Linked DNA regions of Anser cygnoides: regions 1 and 2 are each linked to region 3. Evidence: chromatin contacts called from public Hi-C data. All regions are on one chromosome and are shown on one strand. Each heading gives the region's core, a stretch centred on a gene start, on an enhancer-like site or on the middle of the called end of the contact. The rest is flanking DNA. Distances are from core to core; before and after follow the strand shown. Region 1 holds the start of ALDH9A1 (aldehyde dehydrogenase 9 family member A1). Region 2 holds the start of LOC106041535 (flavin containing dimethylaniline monoxygenase 3). Region 3 holds the start of RXRG (retinoid X receptor gamma).

Region 1 (4,688 bases), core at 505-3,004, 420 kb after region 3:
TAGTCTGGTCTTGCTTAACAGCCGTGTTTATCTGAAAGATGAGCAAACCTGAGCTGAAAAGCCAGCTGGTAAACAGTGACTGGAATTCACAGGACTAAGGTGGGGAGACAGCAAACAGCAAGACCAAAACCGACCCAGAGGACTTAGCAAAAGACGGGCAAAGCAGCAGAGTTGGGAAGCATCCTTTAACAGACCATCTCCCAGGCAGAAATATTACCCTGCTGCAGAAGTCTGGCAGAAAGAGAAAACAGTATTCTCATCGCATGTACACGCTGGGGCGAGGTCCGGTTTCTTACAGACCTGTGCCTCAACGGGGATTAACTTTGAAGTCCAAGAACGTGTTATCTCACATCTTACTTTGAGGTCCAAGAACGTGTTATCTCACAAACAAGTTTGTGACAAAGCTAGCATATCTGTATCCTCTCCCCACGCGTATTATCTGCTAAGGGAAAAAAAAAAAGCACTCCTACATTTTCTTATTGCTAAAACAACGTATGCTTCTGCCACGTGACAACAGGGTCCGAAATCCTAAAGTTCAAGAATGTGTCAGCTACGCAGCTTCAGCTTGTAAATCGCATGCCTTGCAGGGTCCTGACTGGATTGCTTCAGCTTTGTGTCTCCTGCCAGAATTAAGCAGAAAAGGTGCTGTAGCACACACCGGCCTTGAACTAAGACTGATAAGACTGGGTGCCCTGCCCAAGGCAACCAACTGTCTCTGCTGGTCAAAGGTGGGGTTTTACCTCCCCGAGCTCTGGAGGTGCCGCTGGAACCGCAGCCCCCAGCAGCCGCCTTAATCCACGAAAATGCTGGCAGACAAAACGTGACGCGAGCCCCCCGACATACCCGAATAATTCTGGCGGCCTCCAGCAGCACCCGGCACCGCTCCATGCCCGACATTTGGCTCCATACTTTAAAGGCAGCCTTCGCGCTCTGCACGGCCAGGTCCACCTCCTTCTCCCCGGAGCACAGCAGCTTGGCTATCACTCGGCCTGGGCACATTTAAAATGGAAACAAAGGAGATGTTCGTGTCAGAGAAAGGGCACAGAAAATACGATTTATCTTGCGGCAAAGATCTCAGTCCCACCACCCGCACCAGGCTACGAACGTAATGGTTCCAAACAAAACCCACTTATTTGTGACTGGTTTCTTGAAGAGGTGTTGTGGTTTAAAGGGCTTGCATTAAGACCCTTCTCCCACACCCATGTCCCAGTTACTAATTAGCTCCCAGCATCACAAATCTCTTCGCTCTCCCCCCTTGAGCTTCCGCCACCAGCACCCCGCTGTGCGTTCTTCGGCTCCGTTAGCCCCTCGCCACCTTGCATGGGGCCTGCCGAAACCCGGGCGAGGAAAAACCAATTGATTTGGAAATCATTTGAGCCAGACCCCGGCTGCTTCGGCGGACGGTCACAGCCAGTCCCAGGCTGCAGGGGCTGGGGGGACGTGGGGGTCGGGGCCGCCCCCCGGGACGGCCAGCCCCCAGCAGAGCCGTGTCCCCACGCGTGTCCCCACCTGTGGCCGGCTCGTACACCTCCTCCACCTGCCCACCGTCGGCGGGCTGCAGCCGGGCTCCCCCCCGGTAGTTGAGGGGCTGCTGCAGGGAGAAGGAGCCGGTGGCGCTGCTCATGGCGAGGCCGGGCAGCAGGCGGCGGAGCCGGGGCACGAGGGGCTGCAGCAGGGGCCGCGGCACCATGGGCCGGCAGCCGGGCTCGGGGCAGATCCGCGGCCCCGCTCGGCGGTGGCGGAGAAATGGGGGGAGCCCCCCCCCCCGAGCCCCGCACCGCCCCCCCCGGCAGGCCCGGCCCCGGCCCCGGGCGCCCCCCCGCGGCTCGGAGGGCTCCGGGGGTGTAAAAAGTGATAGAACCGAAACCGTTCTTCCTGCCCCCAAAAGGCAGGCGTGTACCCCCCCAGTACATTTTGTGGGTTCTTAGAATTCAGACCTCGAGAGTTGTTCTCCCTGTGTCAGGATTAACCACCCCACAGACCTGCTGCACCAAGCAGGCAGCGAGCCCCACCACAGCGACGAAGCCATAATTTTCGGGTAAGCTCTGGATGTGCGAGCGCCGCCCTCACAAAGCGGTAACACGCGGTGCGATGCAACATATCGCAACGTGTGCTCGGCCCAAGGCAGCGCGGGGCTGAGGCAGGGTCTGGGAGGGCAGGGTGCACGTAGCACCTCCCAGCCCCCTGGGGTGCACGCTGTCGTTGCACTCTGTCAGTTCGGCTCTCACAGCTCTCCCCACTCGCCCTGCTGGATCTGATGACCGTATGCTGCGGAATAAACTAACTCACCAAAGCTGGTGCAGCAGGTTTGGGAGTTTCTGGCTTTGCAGCAGGATCAGGCCATCACACAGAGGCCACACGTAGGAAACTGAGGACTTACACGACCACGGCTGCTCCCTGGGGAAGGCTGCACCTACACCAGATGCAACTGTGTCAAAAATGCAGCATCCTCGTGCTCCGTGCTGCTCCAAGACGTAGGATTTAATGTGGTGTTACACATGCTCCACACTGCCACGAGGCATTTCAGATTTATCCCCGTGCCCTGCACCTTGTCAAAGCCTCCTAGTAAAATGTTCTGTATTATATGCTTCTGGTCACAGAAGCGAGGAATCAGTAGCCCCTACAGGTACCACAACGCTTCAAGAAAGCCGTCAGTCTAACTTGAGAGCAGCAGCAAAATTTATTCAGCCCTTTTAAACAAGGCCTGGCCAACAGGACTGAACCAGGTAATTATTTGGCAAAGTGGAAGGCAGCATAGGGAACTTACTGGCCTATGAAGGAAGCATTTTTAAGATTCATACTGCTAAATGGACCGATGATCAGTAAACAAAAATGCAGCTGTCCTAACCGCTCAGGCAATAAAAAGGGTTCAGTAGCAGTGGGCAGCACTGATATAATCTAACAGTTTACTCATTAAACTGAAGGCCAGGTTTGTTTCTGCAGTTGAGCAGATTCTGCTTAAGTAAGCAACTTTAACAGAAGCTGCACAACGCTACAAATCTCTGTGGCACTGTACCCTGCCAGGAAGACACGGGCAGACATCCAGCAGTACTTGCAACCTCCAAGAGCAGCTTGGCACAGGGGCAGGTTCCTGGGCCCCCAGCCACGTGAGCCAATAAAAGAAAAAAAAAAACCTCACCGTGAACACTGGAAGTTACACACAGGAGAACTAAGCACACCTCCTTGCCCAGCTCTCCACTACACAGGAGTGCAGCCAGTAGGTCTAAGACAAGGGACGCCTCTCAGCACAACTGTCCCAAGTTTTCTAAGCTGGTTTGAAGATCTCGTTCGTGATATCTTAATTGATTTCCATGCCATAAACTGAAGCCAACTGTGCTACATGAAGGTAGTTCTACTTGTCCTACAGCACAATTAACAGACATCTAAATCAACATGCCCATGCCGTTTATTTCTCAGAAACACCAGAAACAAAAAGTCAAGTTATCTTCTGAGAACTTTCTTGGTTTGATGAGCAAACAGCTGCTGGTAGAATACTTCAAACGCGAGATGTTTCCAAGGCTGTGGCAGATACTGCAGAGGCTGGTTTTCGACACATGAAGCCTGGTGCAGAATCCCATCCTTCTACCTCCCCAGGGCAGACTTGTGCGGCTGTCAGACCTGCAGTGAAGGCTCTAACTGTGCTTTAGGAAAACTTCCCTGCCTGAGGTGGTGGGCCAAGGAAGCCCCCTGCTTGCTTGGTGGCAGCCCGGGACGGAGCAAGGCCGAGCATCTTCTGAATGTTCTGCAAAAACAAGAGCAGAGCAGCACGTCAGTAAGGCCGTGACAAGGGAGACACCAAAGAGGAAGAAATCCCAGCTCTGCCTGCAAGTGCAGCCTTCCTGCCAGCTTCAGCAGATTCAGGTCCTCACCCACAGTCTTACCAAACTGCCTAATACACGATGGACATCTGACCCCGCAAGTTCTAAAAATGCTTCAGTACAGAGCCAAACAACCATCACCAATGGCTACAGTTATAGCTGGGCCCCTCTCTTCTACCCCAACTGAAGCCTCATGACTAAATCCTCATTTTGGCTGAGGGCTCTTTCCCACCTCCAGCTACACAGCTGGCAGGCACAGCATTTAATAACTTTGTTAATTAATAACTTTGTTTAGGAGTTGGTGTCTTCAACCTGCAATAGTTACACTGGCAATTTAGCTGCAGCGTATACACAGAAGCAGGTTCCTAACGTGCTCACAGGCAGAACCAAAGCAGCCCTCAGTTTTCACGAGTTCTAGAAACCCCTGTCAATGGCAGTGCCATCCAGCAGAGCCTGAAAACTAGCGAGGAACAAACGCAGTCTGAATTTGGGTCAGCAACATGGCAACCGAAGCAGATGCCAAGTTCGAGCCGGACAGTTAGGCACAGAATTAATTTGCATGCTGGTGATGCAGACAAGAGCAGGGGGTTGGAGGAGACATACTGCGTAACAGGCCACATGTACCAAGAAACTGACTGCTGAAATGCGCTCCTCTGCATTCATGTCTGTATCTGAGCGGTTTAGGTAGAAAACAACAAGGGAGGAATTCAGTAGTAAGAGGCAGGCACTAGCTAAACACCTCACTACAGAGTATTTAAAAGTTCAAAGCTTTCCTGTTTTTTTGTGACACTCCCTTTAAAATCCGCAACAGTGCAACTACAGAAGTTCACTTTTCTTTTAGTTTCATCTAAATTTGCTTTGCTGCAAATA
Region 2 (4,813 bases), core at 195-2,694, 350 kb before region 3:
CAAGAGCTTGTGACAGAGTAGGGGTCAGATCCCTGCCAAAAACCGCAGATTCCCACATGTACAAGATTGCACAGTGCTCTTGTTTGGATGCCACGGGATTCAAAGCTGCTATTCTAATGCTAATGGCATTTCTGGCTGGGATTTATGCCCCTCAGGACAAGGCGCTGCCCAGGTCGTACTAGGGGATGGACACACACCTGCAGAGGGGACAAATTTTGGGCTTCACCACCTCTCTGTGGATTCACCCACCTGGGAGGCAGAACCCAGCAGATGTGCAATGTTTTCCACTTCCTTAACAAGCCAAAGGGGTAATACATAAAGCAACATTTCACTCATGCAAAACTGTCACAAAATTGACTTTTTTCAGTTAAAAGTGGCTAAAAAAGCACCTGAAGAATGCTGAAGAAAACTGAAGAACAGAAAGTTATTTACATTAAATAAATAAATAAAATATATAAAAAAAACCCACAACTGTTTTATTTTAATCTTGTCAAATTAAGAGTCTCTCTGAGGGTTTTGGTTTGCCAACTTTCCTCAGAACGAGCAAGCAGATCAATGATTTGCTGAACCTGCTCAGTCCAGTGATTTTCCATCCCCAAAACATTCTGGGTTAAAATTTAAACCAACTCTTGCAGATACCATCACCGCCAGGCTGGGGCCAGAGAGACACCCCAAAGCCATCAAGTGCAGTAACCAAATCACCCCCTAAAAGCATAGACATGTCCTAAAGGGCCAGGTAGGAGGGCTTGCCTCAACCCAGGCATTTAGGAGCTGGTTACACCTGCGTTTAGGAGCCAGGGAAAGAAGCAGCTCAGGGGATAGGGTGCAGGACTGGGTCTAGCATCCCTCCTGAGGTCCAGAAAGCATCCAGAGGTCAGGCGTGACAGCTATAGGCTTTGTGCTTTGATCCGAGTCAAACATTTTGCATCACCCAGAACAAACTCTGTCCTCAACGCCTCCCCCCTTCACCTCCCCCATGCTTTAACCTGCTCAGCTCCTTTCCCTGAGCTGCTCCTGAAGCCACCATCCCCACCCCAAACCCTAACTGACCGCAAGGCCACGCGGCCCGAGCCTCTCTCACCGTGTAGCGCCACAGCCCGCCGATGTCCTCGCTCCTCTCGAAGCAGGTGGGCTCCAGCCCCTCTTCCAGGCAGCACTTGATGGCCGCCAGCCCGCTGACGCCCGCGCCGACCACGGCCACGCGCCGCACCATGGTGTCCTGTGGTGGGGAGAGCAGCTGTCACGGCGTGGGGCCGCCCGCCTCCACCCTGCCCTGCTCCCTACGAGTCCTGTGAGGTTTTCCATCCATCCTCGCTTACCTGTGCAGCCCTCAGGGAGGTGAGAGCCGTGAGCTGAGGCTGTGGGAGAAGAGGAGCTGGGGCTCAGGAGGAGGTTCCTGCAAAGAGCAAAGCTTTTATACAGCGCTGCTGGGGAGGCAGGGCCAGAGCCCGGCCTCTCTTTGGACGAGAGCGACTCGCGCTGCATGGACTTTAGCAACCCCCAGCTGTAACTTGAGGAGGAGCTGTGGGCTCAGAGCTCTGAAATTAGGAAATAAAGCCCTGGATTGAAATGGTTTCCAAGATAGAGGTCGCCAGGCGGCTGCTCCCAGTATCTCCAAAGGCACCTCTGCAAAGCGGCACGGCGACGCCCGAGTGGTTGAGAGCAGCCGATGGAAACGGGGGCCTCTCGCCCACAGGGCCACCGAGGAGGCTGTCTGGGGAGGCTCATCCTCAGACAGTGAAGAACTGGAGAAATAAGTAGTCCATTAACAATGTGTGGGCAGAGTAGATCTGGAGAAATAAGTAGTCCATTAATAATGTGTGGGCAGAGTAGAGGCGACTGTAGGAGCAGCAGACCATCAGGGAAAGCTGTGGTTTGTATCCTGCCTTCTCCCCTCGCCGCCATGGTCTCCACACACGTTGCCAGAGCCAAGCAGTTCCCAGCCACGTCACACAACGGTCCAGGTTCCCCAAGCACGGGACTTTCTGCAAGTAACTCACTGTCTGGGTTTGTTTTCTCTAAGTTCATATGGATTTTCTCTGGACCACATTTCCACGTTGCCTCAAATCCCCAGTTCTAATAAACAGGGCAAATGTGCCTCCGAGGACATCTGTGGGAAAGGACAAAACACAGGCAAGTGTGGAGAAGTGTGCTTGCAAGCCCAAATCCAGCTCCGCACTCTGCAGCGATGCTTAATTCATTGTGTGAGCCCATCCATCAAGTCCTGGCCTCCGGAGGGAGAACAGCTCAGCTGGTGAGTGCACGTGCTGGGAAGTCCGCGGGCTGCTGCTGCCGGAGCCTCCAAAGCTGTCGAAGCTGGACACTTAATTCATCCTAAGTTGACTTCAAATGAAATAGAATGGAGAATGCCAGAAAAATGATTGAGCAACCGAACAGAAGAAGAAATTGCTCATTTTTCCACTATCTAGCAAATTGGTTCGGGTTTCCAAAAGAGCAGTTTTGGAGTCACGATTAAGTGGACTTAATGCAAATAAGCTGCCAAGCTGGTCTCATGGATTCCCAGCCCGGAGGAGAGGTGGATCTCTGTGACTCCTGCAGGACTCAACCTGGAGGAGGAGGACTTCTGCCCATGAAAACATTTGTTAGAAAATGACACACAGAGGACGACAGTGCCTGCTCCGTGCCCTGGCACAGGGACAGGAGGCATCAGCCTACGGCAGAGGGAGGGGAACAAAGGTGCCCTCCTTCTCAGCTCATCATTTCCCAGCTGCCCTTTTCCTCAAAAATAAAAGATCTTGGATGTTTTGCTCCATTTTTCCTCTCCAGAATGGGAAAACACAAAGGGATGGAAAAAGCTTCAGGTGTGGAAAGGCAGAGAAAGAGAGAGAAGTTAGGATGTGCAATAGTCTGCAAAAAATATAGTTTTAAAAAATTAACATTTCTAATGGCACCAAAGTCCCTCTGCCCAACAGCTGCAGACTCCTGTTGGACTTTTTATCACGCACCACAGGAAAGAAGCAGCAGAAGGCAGCTCTCAGTCTCCAGAAGAGCAATAACAGGGTAAAAGCGGTCCCACCTACAAAATCCTCCTTTTCCAGCCCAAAGCTTTCTTTCACCAGCAGCGTGCTGCTGAGGTCGGAGGTGGCTTTGAGCACAACGCTACGGCTCCTACAGAGGGGACATCTCACAGGGACACAGCTCGCAGCCCGCTTTGCCTTTGTGCAAAAAGCTGGACCCACAGAGAGGGGAACATCGTCTGAAGGACAGGTCACGAAGGGCAGGATGCCCACGGGGAGCACAGCCCCCCGAGCTGCGGACAGGCTCCCGGTGCTGCTCGAGACGAACAAAATTTCCCCAAGGCACCGAAGCCTCACCGGGTCCCAGGGGCCAGCAGCCATCCCCTTTTGAAGCACAACTCCATTGTTCACCCATCTTTGAAGTGCCAAATGGGAAACATCCCGCAGGCTGGCGGGGCCCTGCACGCCAGGGACAATAAATCAGCAGCTGTAGGGCAGGAACTAGGAGCGCCCACCTCCCTTCTGCTCCGCACTAACTGCAGCCGAGCGCTTTCCAGGCAGATCCCTCATTTGTCTCGAGTGTGGTTAAAGATACATTTTTCATTTCCTTTTCTGCACCCCTCCCCATTTTTGTTTGCAGGCAAAATCCTTCCAGGAAAGGGCTGCAGGAGGATTCCCATCGGATTTGGGCTGATGGATGGAGCAAACCAAAGCATCTCTGCTGTTCTTAACCCTCTTCGGTCAGCTCTGAGCTGGGGCAGCTCCTCTTCAGAAGCCCCAGGTTCTTTCATCTCTGCTACAAGTGCAACCAAAACCATTCCAGACAGGGCTAACCCCCCAAAAAAAGCCCAAGAAATCCTTATTAGGTGTAGCAACTGCAATAGGAAAAATCTGTCTTGAAGACATCTCTTGATGGTAAAAGCTCTCCTCTAAACGCCACCACTACCACCCAGTCCTGGTGCTGGCTGTCCTGTAGACCTCCAGTCCATCTCCTTGCCTTCTCCAGGAGGAGAAACCCCAGGAGAAGCTGCAGTGGCCTCACTGTCTCTCACACGTGGAGTCCCACCTCCACTGCAGCTCCTGCAGGCTGCCCAGCTCAGGGCCATGGTGTAGGTGCTCAGAGGCACCTGGCTCCGGGAAATTACACAGGATTGCCCTTTTCTTGTGCAATCACCTGGCATAAATGGGCTCGAGTGTTTACCTGGCTCCTGCACCACTCTAAGCCTTATACAATCTGGCTGGAGGAGTGAAGGTCCCCAAGGACATGCGCATCCAATGCCTTTGCTAACCACGGGGGTAATGCCCTGCTCGCACCGGTGACACGCAGGGGACTGCCACTGCTGCAGATCTGCAGTGGCCTGAGGCACCATGGACATGGACAAGCCATGGGGTTTACTCCCACATGTGGGATTCATCCCAAGTATTACTGCTTCCTTACGGATGTGCTCAAGAAGTCCCCTTCCTCCTGGCTGTGTCCCCTATCCCTGCTCTGCCTGGGCTTCACCAGAGACCTCTCCAGGGCTGTCCTCCATCACATCCGTACCAGCCTTGCTTGAAGCACCAAGGTGAGTCCCAGGATGGGACTGTAAGATTTGAGCCATTCTGGTTGCCCCCAGCTTCACTTTTTGCAGAAGGCTCCGGCCAGGGAGGAACAAACCCATCCCTCACACAGGCAACCAGACACCAGAGGCTCAAGTCTCAGCACAAAACTGCTCCAGGGTGCTTTGTGATCACACCTTCCTGAAACAGGCTTGGTGGATCTATCAGGCACATAATTCCTGCTAACAAACCCTTTGTTCCCTTTTGTCCTCGGGAGATGCATACCTGAGCAGAAG
Region 3 (4,552 bases), core at 252-2,751:
TGGACATCCCTACAGGGTTTCACGTCCATGAGAACATGAATTTGGGGAATTTGCTGCCTTTTCAGATTAGGAGTTCCCTGAATATGCAAGCAAAGTCAAACCAGCACTTTGACATCCCTGCTAGCTCTGTCTGCCTGGACTCCCTGGGGCTGTTTCTCCTGTGGGAGATGTCCCAGTGGTTGGCACTGATGTGGAAGAGGCTTTGTGGTCCACCTTGGCTTTAGCAATGCTCTGTTTGATGATCTGAGGGGATGACAGCAATGCAGGGCCTCTGGTTTCTGAAAGCCTCTGGAAGGAGAAGTCTCAAGATCACTTTGCACTCTGGGACCTGCGTGCTTTGTTGCTGTAAATATGGAGAAATCCAGGAGAGGGAGGGGTTTACAAACCCCTCACAGCTCTGACTCATCCCCCAGAGGAATATTCTCGGTGCGGTGTGCTGGGCCGGGCAGCACACGGCGTACGGGATGGGGCAGCACAGTCGGTGCAATCCTGCCCTCCGCAACCCCGGCGATGTTGACACAGCCTGGAGGGGAGCACAGAGGAGATGAGTTCCCGAGATTATCAGTGCAGACAGGGGAGAGGAATGTTGTTTGCTTGTAGCTCCTCTCCATCTGCTCGTAGCTCCTCTCCATCAGGACTAGCAAAATCGAAACGCGGAGGGAAGATGCAGGCAGACGCCCACGCAGGGTTTGAGAGTGTAACAGAGATAAGCAGGCACAGAGACAGAGCCAGGGGCTCAAACTTCAGCACAAGAAAAACTGGTTGCAGCACAGGCTGGTTGTCTTCTGAAAGCCTTCTGGAGACAAGGGTCTGTCCAGGTCACCTGTACACAGCCAAGGACATGGCGCAGGAATGCATGTAGGACATTTCTCCCCTGTCACCTGCCCCCACAGTCCTCAGACAGCTTCTCTGAGGCAAAAGCCAGCTATGCCTGGTCTCCCCCGGAGTCCAGCAGCAAGGTGGCTAGCACCATTACTTTCCTAACTGCAAAGTTTTTTATCTTGTAGAGTGAGGATGTTTGCAGATGGGAGAAAAAAGGGCACCTGGCAGAGAGAAAAGAAGAGAGGAGGAGGAAAGCAGAACCGAGATGGGCGACTTATGGAGCTGTGATAAGAGTTCAAAGGACAGCAGCTATCGCAGTCTGAAGTCAGACAGGCTGGGTACAACCCAAGGCTGCTCATGATGGGATGACAGTTGTTTGCTTGGTTTTCTTCCATCAGAAGCCAGGTTTAGAAAAGGAATTGCTTCCAGGAGGCAAATTCTCAGCAGAGCTGCTTTGGACCATCTCCTTTGTGTCGCGCAGCCTTTCGCAGCCAGCCCTCCCCCCGGCATTGCAACACCTCCTGTTGTCCAAAGGGACAGGAGCCCAAGAGCAAACACAGGAAACCCCAGCCCTGGTCAAGGTCTGGGAGGTAAATTTGTAACTTAGGACAGATCGTGAGGATGCTGCTGTGTCATGCACAAACACTCCTTTCTTTCTGATCCTCTCCTTCTCCAACAGCCCAGCGTGGATGGGAGAGCTGATCCCAAACCTCCCTTCATGGTTGAGTCCTCTGAAGAGCCAGGACGCAGGTTGGAAATGCAGCCGGGCACGCAGGCTCCTTATTCCCTGGAGACGGGCTCCTTCCCTCACTTCTGTAAGTCCTTGCTTTGTCCTCGTGCGAATAGGTCGTGCTGAGCTGCAATGCGGGATGCCAGCTGGGCTGAGCCTCAATGGGAATTTAATTCAGGTGCAGGTTTTGGAAAGAAACCGCTCTACTGCTCTCTCCTGTTCCTTCAGCAATAGTTTCTTCTTGAGCTTGACGAGGAGAGGTACAGTTCTGATAGCAGGTGTAGGGGACTTGTCTTTGTGAGGCGCAGCCACGTGGATCTGCAGGAAAGTCAGTCTCAAGGATGGTGGGAGGGCTGGAGGTCAGGGCTTTCAAAGAAAGGCTGAGCAGCTACTGCTGCTCAGTGAGGAGAGGAGAGAGGAGCAGCAGAAGTCTTCAACACCAGGGGCAAGTTATAAAATGATGAACTTCTGATGTAGGAGGGAAGAAACAGGTTAGGCACTGGGAAGAACTATTTAACGGAGTGGAGGAGATATGAAGGGACAGCTGGGCTGGGGAGGAGGTGGCAGCTCCATCACTGACCGCCCCATGTCCTGATTTGGGGAGGAAGATGGGTGAGAGGAGCTTACCAGGTCCCTTCCAGACCTGTTTTCTGTGAGTCTGTGCTTTCCTCCTGAAGTGGAGGGCATTCAGGGTGTGGAAAGGGACACTGCACGTAGGGTTGAGGCCTGCAACGGCTCATATTAAAGGAGTTGTGGGGATCAGCTCATAAAGGTTAATAAAGGATGGGTGGAAGTTAAGCGTAAAGTTAGTCATGAATTTTCTTTGAGAATAAGTCTTTTAACAAAGGGCTGTTTCTCCAAAAACTGAAAGTCTCCTTGGATAAATATTTGGTCAAATGTATTTAATATGTGTGTGCATATATACATATACATTTCCATATATATGTGTATGTATGGAGAGAGAGAGAATTGATGTTGAGAATTCCACTAGAAATTGTCAAAATAATCTTGTTCATTTCAGATTTGTTTGAACCTAGTTTGTGTTTCGAACTGACCCAATGTATTTCACTACCTCCACTGCATGTGAGCTCTTTACGGTATATGTACAACCATATCCTGAGCACGGGGAATATATTGAGTTGCCTTTATATATTTCCAAGTCACATAAGATTTAAAACAGCAATGTCTCTTGCTTCTTGCTTAGTAAATATATGTCATGTATCCGTATCGATATGGAATTTAATTAGCATCAGATGATACATTGTTCGGATGATTCCTGTCTATCGGGTAAGCCAGTGGCACAACGCTGGAATCGATTTTCCTGGCCGTTAATAACAGCTGCAGCAGCAGGTGGACGCACTGTTTCGCCCAGGAATTATGGGGTGCTGCAAATAACCCCGATGTGGTGCAGCAGATAGGTGGGGGGTGCTGCTGGTGCTGCCACCCGTGTGCTCGGGCATGCAGTGAGTGCCCCAACCGAGGGCAGCCCGGTGCCAAGGCATCATCAGCCAGTCTCTTTGCACTACAGGGCTGAATCCTGGGAATCCAAACCCAAAGCTGGCCTGGGTGGGGATTGCCCCCAAAAGTCCAGGCAGAGCACAGCTGCCCTAGGTTTATCAGCTGCCTGCATGCCCCGCTGTCACCTACCTTTGCTAATGTCTGCCCTGAAGGTTTTAGCACCATCGTCTGCAAGGTGAGCCAGGAAAGAAACCAGATGTGTTCCTTCTGTCGAGCTTCCTGCCCTGCCTGGGACAGGGCTTGGCACCCTGTGACCTGCATGGCCTGAATCCATCAGTTTTGCAAGATTCCCTGCCTTTTTACGGGGGTGATTCACTGTATACTTGAGAAACTGCAAGTATATTCCTGGGTGCTGACGGCTCCGTTTCTTACGGAACCCTGGACAAATAGGTGTGCGTGTAAGTGAAGGACAGGGAGCGGTGTCCAAGGCTCAGAGACCTAAAGAGCTGATTTGTATCATGAGAGCCAGAAAGCCCTCAATCCCACTGGCCTGCTCTCATCCCTTGGGATGAAGGAAGCCTGCCTGGTGCTCGGCCCCAGTCCCAGTCTCAGGCTTTATCCCCAGCCCCTGTTGTCAGAAAACGAGCCATGAAGGATTCGTCACTGGCTACAGCCAACAGAGCCCAGAGTTGAAGTCTTGCGTGCGCTGCCAAAAACAGCTTGCAGGTACTCACAGGTTGGCCCCTTCCACTCTGCATCTGTCAATAAAGTGCGTGTCCTCCCCCCCCCGACTTTTCCCAGCTGACCTTTTGAAGCACGGCTGCGGGTTCTGCCCCCTCTCCCCTTTGACAGCTCTGAAAATTCACCCTGAACTTTGTGGTGATGACTGGTTTATGGCAGGGACCAGCAGCCTTCCCTGGGTGCAGGGCTGGCCTGCCTTTGTCTTCCTTAAAGCTGAACTCACGCATGCCTGAAAACACTTCAGGGAGATGCTGCCTGTTCAGGGGACAAAAGGGTCCTCTTCAGCTGGTGAAGCTTGGAGCTGGCTTTTGCATGAGGAAGAAACTTCTGCGTTGAAGTTTGGGAGCCAGGAGATCACTGCTGACTGAAATAAAAGGAGCAAATGCTGCTGCTGCTACTTTCCTGTAGTTCTGGTGACCTTCTGGAGAGAAAACTTATTGCTTGACCTGTTCCTTGCAGCAGAGAGGGAACAGTAAAAGTCCTTTAATTCACTTATGAGGAGCAGGTTTCTCCTAGGCTGGACCTAGAGTGATGTAGTAGGGACTCCTGCAGTAGGAAGGGGGCATTTCTGTGAGAGTTTCTTGCAGGTATTTTGAGCCTTGATCTACTCCAGCTGGCAGCTCAGGGTGGGCCTCCCAAGGGCTTTTTTACCCAGAGAAGAAGATGAGAGGGTGGTTTGGAGGTAGAGTTTCCTTCTGCTGTGGTGTCTCTGCTTGGTTTCTCTCCTTGCTCCCACTGCAGTGGCTAGCTGGGGCAATTCAGAAGCTGAGCTGGAAGTCCTCACTGTGTGCCCTGTGCGAC

Evidence for each region. A called contact is a pair of places that touch in the nucleus more often than the background predicts.
Region 1: a contact with region 3 is called in a Hi-C map of liver, with 1.9 times the contacts expected there. The contact joins the promoter of ALDH9A1 here to the promoter of RXRG in region 3. A contact is called at or near these places in 2 of 7 Hi-C or Micro-C datasets (both in liver).
Region 2: a Hi-C map of liver shows a contact between it and region 3, with 2.7 times the contacts expected there. The contact joins the promoter of LOC106041535 here to the promoter of RXRG in region 3. A contact is called at or near these places in 2 of 7 Hi-C or Micro-C datasets (both in liver).

The regions. Positions count from the first base shown.
Region 1 is chr8:11,590,759-11,595,446 of Taihu_goose_T2T_genome, forward strand. ALDH9A1 (aldehyde dehydrogenase 9 family member A1) reads right to left here and starts at 1,755. Exons shown (of 11, transcript XM_048080212.2): 1 at 1,510-1,755; 2 at 844-989. The coding sequence starts at 1,690. TMCO1 (transmembrane and coiled-coil domains 1) reads right to left here. Exons shown (of 7, transcript XM_048080300.2): 7 at 3,389-3,742. The coding sequence ends at 3,644.
Region 2 is chr8:10,824,245-10,829,057 of Taihu_goose_T2T_genome, forward strand. LOC106041535 (flavin containing dimethylaniline monoxygenase 3) reads right to left here and starts at 1,445. Exons shown (of 9, transcript XM_013190066.3): 1 at 1,320-1,445; 2 at 1,082-1,219. The coding sequence starts at 1,213.
Region 3 is chr8:11,172,072-11,176,623 of Taihu_goose_T2T_genome, forward strand. RXRG (retinoid X receptor gamma) reads left to right here and starts at 1,502. Exons shown (of 10, transcript XM_013190163.3): 1 at 1,502-1,637. The coding sequence starts at 1,541.